Regions from separate parts of the Rattus norvegicus genome. Here region 1 is linked to region 2. A link is a contact called in public Hi-C data. All regions are on one chromosome and are shown on one strand. Each heading gives the region's core, a stretch centred on a gene start, on an enhancer-like site or on the middle of the called end of the contact. The rest is flanking DNA. Distances are from core to core; before and after follow the strand shown. Region 1 has its middle 35 kb from the start of Cdc7. Region 2 overlaps Tgfbr3 (transforming growth factor beta receptor 3).

What was found. Hi-C and Micro-C count contacts between places; a contact is called where the count stands out from the background.
Region 1: a Hi-C map of Schwann cells shows a contact between it and region 2, with 3 times the contacts expected there. The contact joins two enhancer-like sites. A contact is called at or near these places in 2 of 12 Hi-C or Micro-C datasets (the A7r5 cell line and Schwann cells).

The regions. Positions count from the first base shown.
Region 1 is chr14:2,933,030-2,937,105 of GRCr8, forward strand. No RefSeq gene overlaps it. Among named protein-coding and RNA genes, the nearest start is that of Cdc7, 35 kb to the right of the region's middle. Within about 2 kb of position 1,727, at least 9 of the 93 cell types and tissues checked have an H3K27ac peak or open chromatin away from gene starts, as enhancers often do. A contact at or near this core is called in Schwann cells, where this site is marked.
Region 2 is chr14:2,804,708-2,808,775 of GRCr8, forward strand. It overlaps Tgfbr3 (transforming growth factor beta receptor 3), which reads left to right. Exons shown (of 17, transcript NM_017256.1): 17 at 2,367-3,520. The coding sequence ends at 2,485. Among named protein-coding and RNA genes, the nearest start is that of Cdc7, 160 kb to the right of the region's middle. Within about 2 kb of position 1,409, at least 3 of the 93 cell types and tissues checked have an H3K27ac peak or open chromatin away from gene starts, as enhancers often do. A contact at or near this core is called in Schwann cells, where this site is marked.

The DNA.
Region 1 (4,076 bases), core at 477-2,976, 130 kb after region 2:
ATTAGAAACTTTACTGCATCGAACTTCGAGCTTGAGTAAAGGGACCCTAATGTGATCGCATCGGCATTGGCTCCTTGGTGGTCTTTTTGGGGTTCATGAGCGTCTCCTGGCACAACACTACTATTTAGAAATAAAGATGGAATGATACATTCAACATGAGTGAACTTCACGTCACGTATTTGATCGTATTGATTCTTGCCATCTCTGAACATGCAGAAGTAAGAGGAAACACCCAGGAGAGCAAGGGCAGCAGCAGAGACTGACATAGGGTAAGGGAAGCGTTGGGGTGGTACGTGTCCTAAACTTGGATATTACTATTGTGCTGGCTGTACCACTGTAGACCTTTACTTAAACATCAACCACACAGCCTTATAATGGGTGAACGTGATACATAAATTATACTTAACGCATAGAGCAGAAAAATCCTAGAGGCTTTTGGGGGACATGCGTGTGTGCGTGTGTGTGCGTGCATGCGTGTGTGCGTGTGTGTGCGTGCGTGTGTGTGTGTGCGTGCGTGTGTGTGTGTGTGTGTGTGCGCGCGTGCGTGCGTGCCTGCTCATAGGAGAGAAAACACTCATGGGAGCTAGGTGTGAACCTGAGTGCATTGGGAAACATAGGTTTTCTGGGTCTGTGTATAGCTCTACCATATGCTAACCAGATGAGTTCCGTGACTTCTCAAACCTGTTTTGCACTTCGTGTAACCCTCGAGTAGTGAGCTTTGATGGCAGTGCAGGGCTAACCCCAGACCAAACACCACAGAAGACACTCGCTGGGGGGGGGGGGGGGATTCTGAACTGATAAGTTCTACAAAAACTCGAGGCATTGCCCTAAACGTAGACTCGTGGGCTCTCTGGAGGGTATTGTAGCAGAATTCTGAGACACTCTCTCACTGTCCGTAGGGGCCTTATTCATGAGGGACACACACACACACACACACACACACACACACACACACACACGCAGTCACAGACCATGTTTTCCAGTATTGATGTTGCCAGGATGGCTTCATGTGAGTGTACCACAGTTTCCCTCTCCGAGTCCCCAAGGTTGACCCCTCCTCCACGGTGGGTAGTCAAAAGAAGTCAGAAATGTCCTGTGTAATGTGATAATGACACAAACGGGGGTGGGGGGTGGGGGTCACGCTGGTCTAGCTGAGCACTATGTCTATGGGCTGGAATACAAGAGGAGTAGTCTAGCGGGAGGCCATGGAAAATTTCACAGCCCCAACCTGGCATTTAGGAGCTGAGCTGGAAAGTTGGGAACACAGGATGTTACTGAAAATGGGCAAGGCTGCTGCTACCTGAGGCCTTGGCAGGCTTCACCCCCTGCCAGTCACAGGAGGATGTTGGGTCATCAGGAAATAGGGATTTGAAATAATCCCACAGGAAGGTGTGAACAACAGAAGTAACTGGGGGCAGGGGAGCCCAGCAGGCTCTCAAAGATGGCATTGTGATAGATTCCCCCACCAATCCCCAACTCCAGTAACACATCCTGCGGGGGTGGGGGTGCTTTGAGGAGGGCAACTCTCTCCTGGCTCCGGATACTGGCAGCCAGCCTCCCGTGTAACTGCTTTAGTGGACACTTGCTATTTATTTTGGATTCCCGGTACACACTTTTACTTTTTTCTTGTAAACTCACTTGGATTGTTTTGGGAGGAATTTCCTCCTCCCAGTACAGTCTCCGTCAACACAGGCATACTGCCCTCCTCTGGTCGGTTACGGTCTCTCTTGGAACACCAAATAAGGATGAGTCATGGCCACACGGGAGAAAAGCTCGCTGAAGCCCTGACTCCAAGGCCTTCATCCAACCTAATTTCTAACGCTGGAACCCCAACCCTCCTCCAGCTTCCTAGCTGTTTTTCTCATCTGTGACCCCCTGACCCTAGTCTATTAAGCTGTTTAGCTAAAGAGGGCTGCGCTCGGTCTATTCTGAAGACACGGAATGGAAGGCAGTATGTTTGCTCGGTGCCATTTTCATGGATGTGCAAGGGGAAAGCGTCTGCCTCTAGCCATCCACCTTTGAGCTTTCTGGCTATGTGAATGAATCCAGGTGAGTCTGAAGCCTTCCAGGTGTCAATTTCCGATGTAAAATAGGAATGTGGTTGCTTTTCAGCGCAGTCATGATTATGCGTATTTCTGCCTCACTGGCCTGGAAACCTGTGAAGAACCAAAGGAGAGACACGAACACGATGGACCTATCCTTCACGGGTAATGCGTTCTCAGCACTGAAGAGAGACACTGGAAACATGTTTGGTAGTGTTACCAGAGAAGCTCCTGTCACTGAGAGAGTTAATAATAGTCCCCGAAGAATCTGGGAGGGGGATCTGGTGACCTTTCCCTCTACCTTCAGGATGTGTCTTTCTCGTCAACCACTCTGCATGTTGTAAGCATGCTCTCTTCATCGCCAACCTCTTGCGCCCACATGTTTGAACCTGTGAATTAGGACACGCCACAAACTTTCTGATCTCATGCAGCGCCTGCCTGTTGAATGTGAGACCTAGATTCAAACCCATTCCTTCTCACAGCTGGGCCAGTTGGTGGGGACGGTGGTCCTTAACCTGAGCATAAGGAAAGGCCACGGTTCACAGGCCCGGGAAAGGCACAGGGAGGCACTAACATCTTTAGAATTGACTGCTTCTCAAGCTAACAAGGTCGACATTGATAAAGCTGTAGTTAGAATCCAACCAGAGTAGAGGGTACTGACTAGCACTCTGCTGAGAGCATTGGCTGTGAGTCTGTCTGTGCCAGGACCTCTCATCTGGGGAAGTGAGTCTACATTCAAGGGAGTATTGAAGGCTATATACACATCGTTCTCCTCAACTCCTCCCCTGCCTCCAACTGAGAGCAGAGAGTCTGGTTGAAGCTGTGTGCTGCGAATCACCCCCCCCCCCCTTTGTCAGAGAGCTGTAGGAAGGTACAGCCAACTGGCCAACTCAGTCACATAGTCTCGAACTCCCCTCAGATCTGCCATCATGTTCATAGTCCTAATAACAAATGCACCCCTGACAATCTGCTCAATGTCCCCATAAGCCCTCCAGCCAATAACTTTCAAAAAGAAGAGGTGCGACCTCAATCTACTAGGTCAACAGTTCTCAACCTGTGGGTCTCAACGCCTTTGAGGGGGTCGAACGACCTTTCACAGGGTTCACATAGCAGATATCTTGCGTATCATATATTTACATTATGGTTCATAACAATGGCAAAATTAGTAGCAATGAGAATTAATTTACAGCTGGGGCCACCACATGAGGAGCTGCGTTAAAGGGTCGCAGTGTCGGGAAGGTTAAGAACTGCTGCCCTGGGTATTTCTCTAGCATCAGGTCTCAGAAGTGAGGAACCAAGAGTCAGCTCTCCAGGAAAAGCAGTCTTGGTTGACTTGCCATAATCCTGGCACACTGGAGTCCGTTCGACGTTCAGTTCCTGATGCATAGTCTTGGGACACGTTTAGACTTCTCCTCGAAAGTAGAGATTCCAGACTGTTCCTCTATCATGTTATCAAATCCTAGGGAATGCACCCCTGGTAAACATGCAAAACCACAAGAACCAGAGGAGAGCGAGGCTTTGTATTGATTATTGGGGACAGACAAAAGGACAGCAAGTGGCAGGTACTCTAGGATTCTGACAGAGTGGGAACACTGACACATGTTGTCACACAATATAATTTATAACAGATAATTTGTCACACAAAAGACCACAGTAAACAAATTTGTCTATGGAGTGGGTCCAATCGACATCTCTGAAAAGAAGTTCCTCTTTCCTCCCCACAGATCTCCAAAGCTGGAGGTGCCTTGTCCCCCAGACTCTTGTATGAATCAACAGCAAGAGAATCTTCTAGTCACAAGGGCTTGAAACATGACAGTTCGTTTCTGTTTCCCTCTTCCCCTGATGTCCACATCTGGTGCCTCTCGGGGTCCTTAAATTCTCTCTCCTCCACCTCATCCAGAAACAACAGTGTTGCCTTCCTGATAAATGGGAAAACTTGTATCATTTTCCTGGTTAGGGTTCCTGGGATGTCGCAGAACACCATCCGTGGAGCTGAAACCCAAACTCCTTGGCTAGCACCTGACATCTTTTGAG
Region 2 (4,068 bases), core at 159-2,658:
GGATTAACATGTGAGTGGTAAAGTGGTGTGTGTGTGTGTGTGTGTGTGTTTATATGTATATATGAGTGTGTGTATGTCCGTGTATGTATGTGCATCTGTGTGTCTGTGTATGTATGTGTATCTGTATATATGTGTGTGTCCATGTGTCTGTGTATGTCCTTGTGTATGTGTATATATGTGTGTCCGTGTGTATGTGTATATATGTGTGTCTGTGTGTATGTGTATATATGTGTGTGTGAGTGTGGGTGTGTTTGTATGTGTATTTGTGTATATGAGTATATGTGTGTGTATGTGTGTCTGTGTATCTGTATGTGTGTCTGTGTATCTTTGTGTGTGTCTCTGTGTGTCTGTATCTGTGTATGTCTCTGGGTGTGTCTCTGTGTGTCTTTGTGCACATGTGTGTCTGTATGTATGTATATGTGTGTCTGTGTGTGTCTGTGTGTGTATCCGTGTGTGTCTGTGTGTGTATCTCTGTGTACATGTGTGTGTGTGTGTGTGTGTGTGTGTGTGTACATCAGGATAATTAATGGCTAGAAATATATGGTAATAGAAGCTGAGGTAGGGCCTATCATATTCAAGGCCCTGGGTTCAAACACAGAAAGGAGAAGGGGAAATAAAAGGAAGCGGGGGGAAAAGGAAGAAAAAAATATTGGATTATTTTTTAGAAATAACCTCCCATTTATGAGAAAGTGAATTTTTGGCAGAATGGTGCTTCTCACCCTGACTACATACACATTTGAAGGGGCAGCGCTGGGGAAACCCAAAATACTGCAGGGGAGAAGACTGTTAAAACACCATGATTGCCTGCTCCTTGGGAATACTGACCCCTTCCCCTCTCCATCCCCCCAATCCCAGAAGAAAAAATAATTAGAGGAAGCCAAATGCATGCACGGGTCCCAGGTGCCCCAGGTGGACGCAGAAGCCTGTGGAGCTATGTCAGGGAGAGCTGAAACCTGACCGGGGCATGAGCCGCAGCTGCCTTTGCTCCTCGTGGCAGCATCTTTGAGGGGCCCCAGGAAGGCAGCAGAGGTCTAAGGCCTTTAGTTCCTGAGCCAGCTCTGAGGTCAGAGCCTGTTCTAGCTGCTTCAGTGTTGTGTTTTAATAAGCAGAAGGGAGGGCTGCTTATCTCTGCCTGATAGATGCATATTTCAGCATGACAGGAAAGAGGGCCTAACTCATAAACAGACCTGGCCTGCTGGGAGCTTCTCGTATTGGTGGGGGTGGGGATTGCTAAGGGGACATTTGTGCAGCAGCTCCTGCCTCTCTCCCCTACCTAGAGTCTGTTTTCTGGAGGCCAGCTTCATTGAAGGGACCAAGGGTAGTGCCTCTCACACAGTTAAATGCAAACCACTTGTGACCTGAGCTTTACCCTCTCCAGAGCATTGCACACTTGGCACAAATCACGGGCCAAGCTGTAACGCATCGGGTGTGTAATGACAAGCGGGGCATCTGACGTTTTAGGAGATGCTCGCACTGAACCCAGCAGAGAGCTTCAGATGCAAAAAGGTGGTTTGCTGGCAACCAGTGCAGGCCCCATGTGCAGATAGATGACTTAAGCTCCTCGCCCTTGGAGCTTGGGGGTTTCCCTTGGCAGCCCCCTCTCCCTCCTCCCCCTCCCCCTCAGCTTCTTCCCCCTCAGACCCCTCCCCCTCAGACCCCTCCCCCTTAGGTCCCTCCTCAGCCCCTCAGACCCCTCCCCCTTAGCTCCCTCCCCCTCAGTCCCCTCCCCCTTAGCTCCCTCCCCCTCAGTTCCCTCCTCCTGAACCCCCTCCCCCTCCCAGGGCATGCTCTCAAAGCCATTAGCCCAGTGTTAAACAAGGCATTCAAGCAAAAGGAACGGGTGGCTCAGTGGTATTCGGCTCATGCCTAGAGTGTGCAAATATTAGGTTCCAAAAATGGGTAGGCCAATAAAAAATTATAGACTTACTTACAAGCATTATTATATTGATTTGTGATTAATTTTAGAACTTGGTCCTGTGATTCTTGGTCATGAACTTGTTAGCTGGTTAGGCAGTTTCATGGTGTTAGAAGATTCGCCCCTAGTTAGTAGATACTGGTGATGTTTTGAGAGTGGTAGGCTCTGGAATCCAGAACATTTGTCATGAGCCACCAGAGATCCTTGCCACAACTGGCCATACAGGATACACTCTTATTGGCTTATAAAAACTGTAACAAAACAAACAAACAAACAAAAAAACCCGAAAACAACAAAAACTCTTAAAGCACAAGGCCCTCCAGTCAACCTGGACTAGCTGCTTCTGCCTGTAATTGAGAAAAACACTGGGTAAAAAGTCAAAGTAAAGGTGTGGGTGGGGGGTACACATACTTCTCAGATCCCACAATATGACGTTGTTTTTTAACTGCAGGGGAGACAGCACGAAGGCAGCAAGTCCCTACCTCGCCGCCAGCCTCGGAGAACAGCAGCGCGGCCCACAGCATCGGCAGCACTCAGAGTACCCCCTGCTCTAGCAGCAGCACAGCCTAGGTGGACAGACAGACGCCCGCCCACCGCAGCCAGGGCAGGGCCCGATGCCAGTGCTGCGTGTCCACAGTCGGAAGTCTTGATCTGGGCTCCCTGTAAAGAAAGAGTGAATTTCAGTATACAGACAGCCAGTTCTACCCACCCCTTACCACGGCCCACATAAATGTGACCCTGGGCATCTGTCACACGAAAGCTAAGCTGGTGGCCTTCCCCACCAGCCCCTCGCAGGATGGGGGTTTCAATGTGAAACATATGCCAGTTTTGTTTTGTTTTTTTAATGCTGCTTTGTCCAGGTGTCCAAACATCCATCATTTGGGGTGGTCTGTTTTACAGAGTAAAGGAGGCGGTGAAGGGACGTCAGCTAGTGTGTAGAGCCAAGGGGAGACAGCTAGGATTCTCGCCTAGCTGAACCAAGGTGTAAAATAGAAGACACGCTCCATATCCAGTCTCGCCCTGGATGCCCCCTTCTGACCTGCCACACCCTACATGGTCCCCTGTGTAGCTTGCTAGCCTTTGTGGGGAGGGGCTGTCACTTACCACCGCAACATTCCTCTCTTGGGCCAATGAACGCTAATTCCTGGTCCTCCATGCACGCACACCAACTCCAAAAGTGCCTTAGTCAAGAGCATTTCTCCTTTCAGGCACACAGAAACTGAAAACGGTCGAGAGAGTGGGATATCGGATTTGTGCCTGTCTCCGGCATTCCGTCCTAACAATATTTAAATATCAGGCTGGTAGGGTTCGGTGGTCAGCGAGGGGATTAGCAGGGTGATGCCTGTGTGTGGCCATATGGGCACAAATGCAGAACACATTGTGGGGACGATCACTTCCCCCTTAAATATGGTCTATCCTTCCAGAGTTGGAACTTAAGTTATATGTGGTAGGCTATATTGACTCCAAATTCATCAGCCTCTCTGATGGGCCTGTATAAAAACCTGGAGAGGCCCAGGCCATCTGATGATGTCACCTGTCCTGCCCCGAGGATGCAGAGACTGGGAGAAGGACGCTGACTTTAAAAAGGGTTTCAGGTGAACTTCTTCAGCAGAATAAGGCGATGCCACTCTGACAGTTACTGAGTTCAGTGACACCTCTGTGTTAGAACCCCAGAGGGGATTCTCCATGCCAGATCCACTGCAAATTAAATACTAATATTGCTTTTCCAGAATCCCCACCCCAACCCCCCCCCAACCCGCAAACAAGATCCCATAAGTAGAACAAGATAGATCCTAGCCTGAATAACCGTGAGCAAAACCTCACTGCCTTTACGGTCAGGCAGTTGTGCCCTGGGCCTCCGTGAATGAAAACTTAAGTTGGAAGCGTTACTGGTAGAAACAGCTATGAAGGGTGGTGGACAATCTCTCAGTCACCAAACCCTTGTCTAACTGACTGCATAGTGGCTCAGCTTTCATTCAATTGGGAAAATTTGAACCAAGGCAGATTCCTTCAGGGCTGAGAGCCTCAGACTGATGCATAAATACATTGAAAATACTTCAGATTTTCCACATGAATACAAGATGGTTTGAGACTAGAGAAATACTTCTCTTTAGTTCCTTGGTTTTTAACATGAAGGTGTCATTGTGGAGGAC